Regions from separate parts of the Mus musculus genome. Here region 2 is linked to region 1. The links are chromatin contacts, called in public HiCAR-type maps. All regions are on one chromosome and are shown on one strand. The core of a region is the stretch at or near the end of the contact, and the rest is flanking DNA. Distances in the headings are between cores, read along the strand shown. Region 1 holds the start of Plxdc2 (plexin domain containing 2). Region 2 holds the start of Bmi1 (Bmi1 polycomb ring finger oncogene).

The links. HiCAR-type assays count read pairs that join an accessible place to other places.
Region 2: a contact with region 1 is called in a HiCAR-type map of astrocytes, with 2.6 times the contacts expected there. The contact joins the promoter of Bmi1 here to the promoter of Plxdc2 in region 1. A contact is called at or near these places in 2 of 115 datasets of contacts at active chromatin or transcription factors (astrocytes and embryonic stem cells).

What each region holds. Positions count from the first base shown.
Region 1 is chr2:16,354,624-16,359,804 of GRCm38.p6, reverse strand. Plxdc2 (plexin domain containing 2) reads right to left here and starts at 3,501. Exons shown (of 14, transcript NM_026162.6): 1 at 2,568-3,501. The coding sequence starts at 2,679.
Region 2 is chr2:18,674,447-18,680,116 of GRCm38.p6, reverse strand. It overlaps Bmi1 (Bmi1 polycomb ring finger oncogene), which reads right to left and starts at 3,099. Exons shown (of 10, transcript NM_007552.4): 1 at 2,648-3,099. Commd3 (COMM domain containing 3) reads right to left here. Exons shown (of 8, transcript NM_147778.4): 5 at 5,401-5,461; 6 at 5,252-5,308; 7 at 5,108-5,167; 8 at 3,886-4,250. The coding sequence ends at 4,191.

The DNA.
Region 1 (5,181 bases), core at 2,252-4,751:
GGAAACACTCATGTGGATTATCTCTATGTTATAAATTTTTGTTATAGATACTGATGCTAACAGAAACTTCAGCCACAGGAAATCAACAGGAATATTGCTAACTAAGCTGGCCCACTTCACTGGAAAGGAAGCACAAAAAATATCCAAGCAGAGAAAAACACAGTGAAAACAACAAGAAAATGACAGATTAAATATGAACTACATGTCCCTAGAACACAAAAACATTAGAAACAGGAACAGAGGAAATTAGTGGTTTCTCTGCCCTCTGGTGGCAATAAAACCAACCACAGCATTAGAAAAGTAAAAAGCACAACAAACAAATCTGTTATGAAATCAGATGTTTGCCCTTTGCCAAAATGCCCGTGGTAAAAAAATAAAACCCTGATTGTCGCATGCTACCTTTCACCTTCTGAAGTAGTTTCAGGATATTTAATTTTCAGATAAGTCATCTTACAGTGGAAAATAGAGTGTTTTCTTTTTTTTTTTTTTCTTCTGTGTTACCTTTCTGTGTTATATATTCAGTAGGTTAAAATCCCCGAATTCCGAGATAATTTCATAAAACTTCATGCGGAGTGTTGTTTGATTTATAGTTAATTCCCCGTCCCCAATCCTGTGAGCACAATGTTTCTAAGAGGTCCACCAGAAATAGTGAATTAGTTTAAAATGCTGGTGTATTTATGTTATCAACAAAGGCATGCCATACTCCCCAAAGCCAAAGCTTTCCACCAGCTGGTCTGCTCTGTGTGCAATGAATTTCATCCTCAGGTTTGCCTTAGAATAGCAAACTTAACATGGGTGCCAGTATATTATATACTCAGTAGTTAAATGAAAATTCCTAGTCTCTCTTTTATGTAGTTTTGCTGTAAATATATTATTTGCTTCCAGTACCAAAGAAGTTTTTAAACAAACAACTCAGGATGAATGTCCCCTCCTTTTTTGCAAAATTGCTTTGCATATTCATTTACTCCAAATAAGCTTATGGAGATGACTACTGCATCTTTTAAAGTGTTGCTTTCTGAAGAAAGTAAAACTGTTATTTTTTTCAGCCAATGCAATGTGCCAAGAAAATAAACAGAAATATGGTGTGCTAATATAAATTATAAATAGCCAAGAACTTATGTTCATTGATGAGGATGACCAGAGGTGACAAAAAAAATCCAAGAATTTTAATCTCAGCTTTTATCCTGTGGTCTTCATGTGCTGGTCCCCAGCACACACACACACACACACACACACACACACACACACACACACACACACACTTAAATAGGAGCCAGCCTTAAATAGGAGCACCAAGAAAGTAATTTTTTTCCTCTCTTAAAATTTGCAACTCAGGTACACGCATGACTTGGATTATCCTATTTGTCTCAAGATGGTAACATTTTATTCAAGGTTTTTGTAAACTCTTATTCTCACCTGGAGTCCCCAGGTGTACCTCCCGGACTTCTTTCTGTGACTCCTTGAAGGCTGACAGCTGGGTATACATGCATACTTTCTGAAGAACCATTTACCAGTCTTTCTTGAATTAAACAAAGAGGTGTACAGAGCAAAACAGAACCAAAGTGATTGTCCTAACCAGGAAGTTTTCCTTTCTTTTTCTCTTCAAGTGCTCTTTGCTCTCACTCCTGCTGGGAGTCTACAAGAGTTCACAGATTCCTGCCCCAGTGTTTCACTGACCTGCCTGTTCATTTCTTTGCTGAAGGGCAGAGATGGGGAGCAATCTGTGGGGTCACAGTGGAATGAGTGGTCTTGGGAGAAAGCTGGATTAGCCAGTCCCTGCTCAGTAGGAGGACACTTCACTACCACACACCTAACCAGACAGATCACCAGGGCACAGGGTGCGGCCAATTGCAAGTATCTGGAGGCCCTTCTCCTCCAGGGACAGTGTCAAGAAACCCTGAGGAACTGCTGGCATGTTGGGGCCTGTCTGTGAAACAGACAGGCAGAGGACAATGGGGCCAGGGCTTGTCCTCATAGGCACGACTGGTCCCCATCTTCTCCACCTCTTCTCTATCCCTGAACCCCGCTGCTTCTACTGCATCCACTTAGTAACCCCACAATGAGAAAACTAGTGAGGATAGCCTGAAGGAGGGATGTGCAGACACAAGGCGTTTTCCCTTGGCACGGGGCGACCTGCCATCCCTGACTGTCATCAGATTGTTCATCCATCCATCCCTTCCGCGGCGCACAGGGAAGAGCCTCTGAGCTCCAAGGGATGAGAATCCAGAGGGGAAACAACCTGATGTAACCAAGATTCAGAGAGGTATCCGCAGCAGCAGGCTCTCTCACACCCCGACCTCTTTGGGCTACTTGGGGTTAGGCAGGACCACCCCCTGGCGCCCAGGTGGAGTAAGCATCATAGCTTCAGGGAAGTCCTGGTTTCCCACACCTTTTGATCAAGCAAACCTCTTTCCCCATTCGAGAAACTCAAGTTTCCCAGAAAAACAACTAGGATAAGTTTCCCAAGGGCAGATACTTTGGGTGGGTGTGAGATGAGGATGGAGGTTCGAAGACACCGGAAGGATCTTCAGCCACACACAAAAACAATTGAGAAAAGTACTTCTTACCATTGGTATGGTGTCCAGGCTCCCCGTGGGCGAACTGGAACCGGTCTGTTAAAAAGTGACAAAGTAACATAACTCCTGCTGCGGCCAGGTCGGCCCTCCGGAACCTTGCCATGCCGCTGCCGCGACCTCTCTCCCCTGCCCAACGAATTTTTTCTTGAGACCCTGGGCTCCGGGGTTATCCCTGGGGATGGGGCGACACGGCCGAGCTCTGCTGGTGAGTCTTGGGTGGGATCCGGAGGCCTCTGACAGTTTCGCTAGGATTTCACTCCGGGTAACAGAAGTGAAGGAGAGACAGCTGAACCCTCTCCGAACTTCGGGAGCTCTCACTGCAACTTGTCACCCTCGCAGCCCCCAACTGAGACACAATCAACCAAGTGAGGGGAGGAAAGGTCACTTGCAGTAGGGTCGGCAAACTCCCGGGTCCTCTCAGGCAGCGCCACCCGGGCGCCCACAGACGGTGACTTCCGAGCGCCCGCGACGCGCTCCACTGGGTTCAAAACAGATCTAATTCCACTGGCTGCGCCGGTGCTGTTCCAGATTCAAGAGGGCGCTGAGCACCGGAGGAACTTTCCCAGACTTAGGTCTGGCCCCGGCGGGTGGTTGGTGTTCCCGAGAGAAGGAGGTTAGTGGAGGCTGGAGAAACCCCTCTGACAAGTTTTTCTTCTTTGCTTCGCCCAAGGCTGAGCGCGCGTCCTCGCCCGCAGCCGGAGGGATGGGCAGCTCCGGAGAGTAGAGCCGGGAATGCACCAGCTGCTGTGAGCAGAAGAGAGGTGGGGGTGTTTTTTAAAGAAAAAGAAAAACGGGAAAGTGAGGTTGCAGCCTGGTAAGAGAGCCCCTCCGGGCTAGGCAGGAGGTGGCTCCGAACGCCGCGGAGCCCCAGGAGTTTGGTGGCGGAGGCGCCGCCGCGCTCCCCCGCGCTCCAGCTCTACACTTTGGGGAGGGAAGGCGGCTTGCCATTTGCTAGATCTACCGCTGAACCCTCCTCTCTTCCCTCCGCCCTCCTCCCTCCCCTTCTCTCCTCCAGGCTTCTCCCACCTTCCTCCCAAAACCCGCAGCCAGCACCAACCTGTCCATTGGCTGAGCTTTTCTCGGGGGAGAGGGGGCGCCAGAAAAGTCTCCCACAGATGAAGCCCGAGAAGACTGGCTGGGGAAAGCCAGAGGACCATTGCGGCCCCAAACACCCGAGGACTGGTGCGAGTGGGGCGGTGGCAGATTCTAGTCTCCCGGACGCCATCCGCCCACCCGGTTCATGACCTTTGCAGAGGAACCGATGCCGCCTGCACCCTCCAGGCTTCCGTGGCTTTTGGGTGTCAGCCTGCGGGTAGAGAGGGATGAGGCCCCCCAGGGAGCGCCCACTATCTTCTGATTTCCGCCTGGGCACTAAAGGGTTAATAGTATTTCATCCCTCACTGAGGGCTGGTCTGGCAACCGTTGGGTGGCGGGGGAGCAAACCTGAGTCGCTAGGGTTACTGACATCCCCCAACTCCCAGCCCCCATCCCATCAAAAGCCCCTCCTACCCCAGACCCGCACAGAGGGAGGTGGAGGTGGCTCTGGGCTGCAGGGTCCTGAGGCCGCCACCGCGGTTTGGTAAAGTGTCAGAAGGAGGGAAAGGGAGAGTTTAAAGAAACAGGAAGCCCATTGAATTTCCTATAGGGGGTTTAAAGGGTTTTTGCTTGCTAGTTTGTTTTTGTTTTTTCAGCTTGAGGGTCTGCTTCAGCATTAACCCTTTCCAGGCCCCTTATCCGCTTACATTTAATTTAATTTAATTTGCATACACTTAGCCATCTTTTAATGGGGCTAAATAGAAAGCAAAGAGACAATGCATCCTTGGTGAAAAATACATGTTCTGGAGCACTGCCTGGGCTAGTACTTCAATTTTTTTTCCACAAGGAGCAATTTATTTAAGCTTTAAGCCTCAGGTCTCCAGGCATCAAATCAGGAAGATTTTATACTGAAGTTCATAGAAGGTCCTAGAAAGGAGGATTAGCCAAGTGAACTTAATTTTTTAAATCATCTGCTAGCCTGAAGAGAAATGCTCTTTCTTGAAGACAAAGGGAGAGCTAATTTAAACACATTCGAAAGTGTTCTGGGTTCAGCCGATGCTGTAGCTTGTTACTGTCTTGGCCTTGCCATGCTTTGAAGAATGCATGCATGTATGCTTTGAATCCATCTCAACATCTAGCAAAACCCACTGGAAGTGGGCCAAGATTACTGCAAAATTCGATACAGAAATTTTTGCCTTTCCACTGAAAACATTAACAAGCCTGTTTTCTCTAAAATAAGACTCGTTTCTCTATTTTGGGATATTTGTGAAGGTTTAAATACTCCATGCTTACACCTTTTATTATTCCAAGATGCTTGATAAATCCTGAGCTTTCTTCTGAGTGGTTGATGTCCTCTTGCCAACCAGACTTAAGACTGTAATTCTCTTATTTTTGCTCTACCAAGAGTGTTTTAAATCCTCAATTACATCTCAATCTGTGTATCTAGAGTATTTACATCAAGTTTAAAAGAGTGGTTTCCTAATGAAAAATTAATGGGACAGTCATCGATGTTGAGTTTTCCTTCTGCACTTTGAATGGCTGACACCGGTTGTGGATAGACTACTAATTA
Region 2 (5,670 bases), core at 1,850-4,349, 2.3 Mb before region 1:
GCCTCTCTGAAAGTGACTGAAGGGGAAACTAGTGACTTCAATCAGAGCTGCTCCGGATTACTTGTTCGGAATTCTGTCAACAAGTAGCATCAATCCAAGGAAAGCAGGCTGAGAAGGAGTAAATGAAATTATGACTCTCAAAAGGAGCAAGCTGTAAATTCAACCATACTTAGTGATTAAAGGCAACTCTCTTGTGAAACCACAGGCTCTTTCCTAAAAAGAGTGAGGCTGATGCTCTGCATATGAAAGAAACCATATCCAATACTCACACATCATCAAGTTCCCACCAAAGGGCTCTCTCTATCTTGCCTCCTCCTCTCCATGTTACATTCTATTATAAAATTGCAAACACTAACCCAAAAGAGCAGTCAAACCTCAATAGAAGGTGACCACTAGTTAGTTCTCTTTGAACATTTCAGTCACATGAACTTGATCAAAGTCTCTCAAATTCACTTTAAATTGGAATTCACACAACTGTCCTCCCTCAAATAAAAATAATCTGGCCCTATTCCTACAACCATTCATAATGCTAATCAATTCTTACTTTGTTATTGATACAAATATCAATTCTTCATTCTTTTATCCTATTGGACAGTACTGACAACCTCATGGAGACTTTCTAGAATGCTTGGTCAGACTTAAGAAACAACCTCTTGCACCATAGAAACTCCCTATAAATCATAAAAATGCAACAAGCATAAAACACTGAAAATACTCAATAGTCAAGCTACAGCTTAGTCAGTTGGAGCTGTCAGTTTTTAGTTGGAGGCCTAAGGACAGTAATGTCAATATGAAGGAAAACAGAAGCAAGCTCTGATGATAAACAATCAGCTTGATCACTGCAACCTAAGAAATGCAAATGATCTCTATAATCCCACTTGGGGCTCACTGCTCAAAGGAAAGCGTGGGTAAACTTGGGGGCGACTTGACTGATGGGGAGAACTTTGCCTACTTGAACACTTAACATACCCTCATGAGCTTAGTGGTAGACTGGACATCAAATATATCCAAATGCTTACATGCCTTGCAAAAGTTTGTATGTGATTATATTTGAGTGTCTACACATGCATAAACAATCTTTTACATAGTTTTAAAGATATTATTACAAGAGTATAATTTGCCCTCATAGATTATTGTAAATTATTTCCCTTTCATAGAAGACATGGAAATAAATACAATTTACTGTAGATTATAAACACATCATATAATAATAATTTTACAGAAAAATCAACCTCTTGATTAAATCTCCTTTATCTCCCTAGTGTACTTAGGACCCAAATGTACATAGTCTCAGAACTTGGTTTTACTCATGTGGTCAACAATTTACAATCTCTAGTATCAAGTCTTTACTACGTTTTACAACGTCTCCCTAAAGGTTGGGGGAGTTCCTATAAAAATAGCTTGAACTGCCACCACACATCTGCATTAGGGTAAATATGCCCGGAATTTTGCCTACTTTAAAGCGAAGGGGTTAATGCTCAATTCTCTTTCAGATATTGAACCGTGACCACTAAGCCCACTAAATCCTTTTATTGCAATTGGGAATGATCAAAGTCTCTCTCCTTGTTTATTTCCAATTATTAACTGTAAAGCTCTGGGGAAACGATCATGCTCCAGCGCTGTCAAGTCCAAATGACTACGTAAACATAAGCAATCAACGCGTTAGTGCTCCTTCTCCGAAGCATCCATCCCCTTACTTCATGACCTATTCTGACATTTAGCAAAATCTATAAAATGCAATGGACCTAAGTCTCAGCTCATCCCACAGCAAAGGGGAAAGTTGTAGTGTCTTCGAGAGAAAAGAAGAAAAAAGGAGGGGTGAGAGTGGAGAGAGAAAGGGCGCTCAGCAAGGCTAACGTACAGTCACCGGCTTCACTCCAAAACAAAGCTCAAATTTTAAATGCCCACCTCCTTGAGAGCTCGCCCCAAGTACGTATGGAACCCCTGTCCTCGACTCCCAACAAATACCACCTTGAAAACTTTACCCTTTCCAACACAAATGCACAAGACCTTGGAAACAACTGGGAACCGCCATCTTACCAGCCATCCAATTTCACACAAGTGTCCCTCCAACTTAAGTTAATAACATTTTTGTCGGGGCTCCCCCCAGCCTAACACCCACCTCGTCGGGATCGCTGTTCCCCACAGTACCCATCCCTATAAAATGGGGGCGTTCCCTGGAGGTTCAAAGACCTCCAGAGCCCTTTCTTCGGGAGAGGAGGGAAGCCACTGGACCCAGGCAGCGCCCGATCTCGGGATCCCGTCCCCGTTTCAGCAAAGTCTACCTCTCAACAAAGGGCGCAGCGGCCGCGGGAGCCGCGCAGGCTGGAGACACAAGTGCCGCTCTCGGGGACCATGTGCGGCGCGAGGGTGCCGAGGGGCGCTCGGGGGAGCGGGGAACTAAAACGTGGGGCGGCGCGGCGCGGCCGGGCGCGGGCGGCGGCCGGAGCGGCTGGAGCGCGGTCAGGCGGCGCTGGTGCGGGCTGCGGGGCGTCCGGCGCCGCGGGAGGCGGCGGGCGCGCGGGCGCGGGCGCGGGGCGCGGGCCGGTTGCCCACGCTGTCAGCGCCTCCGCCCCCCCCCCTCCACGCCGCCCCGACCCCCACCAGTCCCCGGCCACGGCCCGTCGGCGCCTCGCCTCCTACGTACCCGGAAAGAGCGGCCGGCGCGAGGCGATCTGAGCGGGCGGAAAAGACAATGAAAGTTAAAAGTCGTTCAGCATAAAATGAATGCGAGCCAAGCGGCCATCTTGGAGCGAGCCGCCGCCGCCGCTGTCAATGGGCACCGAGCGCGGCCGAGAGCAGCCACGGCCGCCGCGCTCCGCTCATGCCGCTCCCCCGCCGGCCTCCTGCTCGCGCGCTGCGGCCTCCTCCTCCCGCGCGGCCTCCTCCGCCTCCGCGCGGCCTCCGCCGCCGCCTCCTCGGGGCCTCTCCTCCTCCTCGGCGCAGCCGCCGCCTCCCGGCCGCGCTCGGGGGAGGGCGCGCAGAGGGGCCGAGCCGTATTATTCTGCGGGGCCGGGAGGTGTTGCTAAGCCTGCGCGGGGCTCCCTCGCCAACCTCCCCATTGTCTCTCCCGATCTCTGCCTTTAATACTACGATTATGATTTCAGACTCGCGTGGGGGAGGCGGGCTGGCGGGCGGGCGGGGGGCGCCGAGTGTGCTTGCGGGCCGGGTGGCGGGGGAGGGGAGGGAGGACCAGGAGGGGGAGGGGAGGGTGGAAAAAAATGCACGGCTGAAGGCAGAGTGGAAACTGACACCGGCTCCAAAATGGCTCGGAGTCCGCCCGCCCCCTCCCCCGCCCCCCGCCGGGTCACGTGCTCCCCTCATTCCTTAAGGGCGGCCTGGGAATTAGTGTCGGTGTAGTCGGGCCCGTGGCCGCCCCCTCCCCTCGCAGCGCGCCGCGAGCCGCGCGCCCAGCCCCCTCCCCTCCCCGCGCAGCGCGCCGGGGCCGCGACGGAGGCATTTCTCCACAGCGCCACACGCCGCTCTCCCGGCGCGGCCCGCTCGGCCCCGCACGCCGCCCCGCCCCCCACCATGTCTCCTGCTTCTGGCGCACACGTCCGCGGGGCCCGCCGCCGGGGGCGCCCGGCCGCTGCCCCGGCTCGGCCCTGCCGAACCTGCGCCGGATCGGGCCCGCGGAAACAACAGCGGCCGCCCCGCCCGCTGGCGGCCGGGAAGAGGCGCGCGCGGGCAGCGGCCGGGCTGGCTCCGCTCGCGGGGTCGGGCGGGCCGGGCGCAGGTAACGGGCGGGCCGGGCAGCGAGCACGGCCCGGCCGCACACCTTTCCCGAAACACTTAACCTGGGGCAAGGCAGGCGTCCGAGCCCACGCAGGGCAGATGTGCTTGGCACACTCAGTCGTCAAAGTCACACACAAACTCCAAACAGAATGCCGCCCTTCTTGTGGGAATACCACCGTATTTATTCAGGGTACGATACTTTAATAGGGCTTGAAGACGCTCAAGATAGAAGGAACGCAAGAGTAATACTGAAAATCCAGATGCTTAAGAGTCTCCCTCTTAACCATTTCACATGTGTAAAAAAAGTGTCAAAATTGATGGTTGGCATCACTTCAAAAGGGTGCTAGCTCTTTTTCCACTGAAAATGACATCCAGCTCGCGCGAACGATGGTCCAGCAGGAGACAAGGCGCGTCTGGTTTTCCTCTAGGCTCCTGGGGTCATCAGCCTCCCCAAATTACAACTGAGTTGCTCTTTCCAGGCTTTTTGAAGCATCCTTAAGTTTCCCCACCAAGTCCTAAAAGATGTACAATCATGTCACAACTTGGGCATACAAGTGAGGAAGCAGCAACTCTGAAGCAGCTGCAAGAACACAGTCGGAAGGAAGAACACCTAAGGAGTCCACGGGAGCTCAACAGCTCGCAAAGCCCTTTGGAAAAGAAGCGCTTCTTCTGCTGGATCTGGTCCTCCAATCAGGTATTCAAGTTCTAGTTAAAAGGGAATTTCTAACAGAATTTTTGCAGGCTGAGAATATCTAAATTATCTCTCAACTTCTCTAAGGAAGGTTATGATTCACACACATTTTCTGTTTAAAGTTTCGCTAATATTTACTCTAAAGTGACTACAGATGTCTTTGGAACATTTAATTTCATTCAAATTTTCAGGAATGATCTTCATTTTATTTAATTGGTAAGAAATTCGTTAGCATATCCATCAATCAACGAAGACTTTAATTTCTTCAGTTTTACACTGAAAATATTAACAGTTTTAAGAACTTGTGTGAACTTTCCCTTTATAGGGTAATTTAAAACTCCTGCTTAAAACTTTGGAAGTTTAATTTGTGAAAGGCATTCTCCAATCTCTTACTTTTGCTCAGTTTTATGAGTCAGATGCATGATGGAATGAAAGAAAGTGTGCTGAACTCAAACTTTAAAGTTATTTTTCAATTAGGGGCACCAGTAAATGCAGGCTACTGGGGATGTTACTATGTTACTTTTAAAAGTGAAATCTATGTTAAATTTCTGCTTTCCATTCTCTCTTTGCCATTAAAACCTAAACCAACCTTCATTACCTGATGCTGGGAATATTATAAAGTCTCCATAACAGTTCTCAAATGCCCACTGAAAGAAACATTTAAAGGTCCTAATACTGTACCTGTAACTGTTCCATGTTGCAACTAAAATTAATCTCTGGGTAGGATTGGGAATCATTGTTCTATGGAAGAAAAAAATGTTTGTTTATATAAAGGAAATGAAAATTTTTATTACACATAATTTTTAGACAAGGATCTATACATACCTCTACATTTAAGGTCACCAAATATCCAGGTCGGTACATCTTATGAAGTTGGTTGGTCTAAAACAACACAAAACATCAGTCTTTAACTCTAACCTTTTTAAAAAAAAAGTTCCTCTAACTCCCTCTACAGAAAAGCTTGTTATCTTTACCTTTATCTGGTACTCCAAGCGCCAAGAAACATCAGTTATATGAGGGAGAGATCTGCCTATACTGAAAGACAATGATAATTTTGTAGTATCTACAGAAAAACTTTCAGGATTTTCTCAATGGTGTCTTTCTCTTCTTAACTCGTTTCATTCCACTCTGAACTTAAAGACTGTTGAACCTCATCTTCAAGTTCAAAAGAGTGAAAGCACACCTACTAAGATTATGTCAGGCTCTATCTTGAAAAAAACATTAGCTTAACTTCAATTATTCCA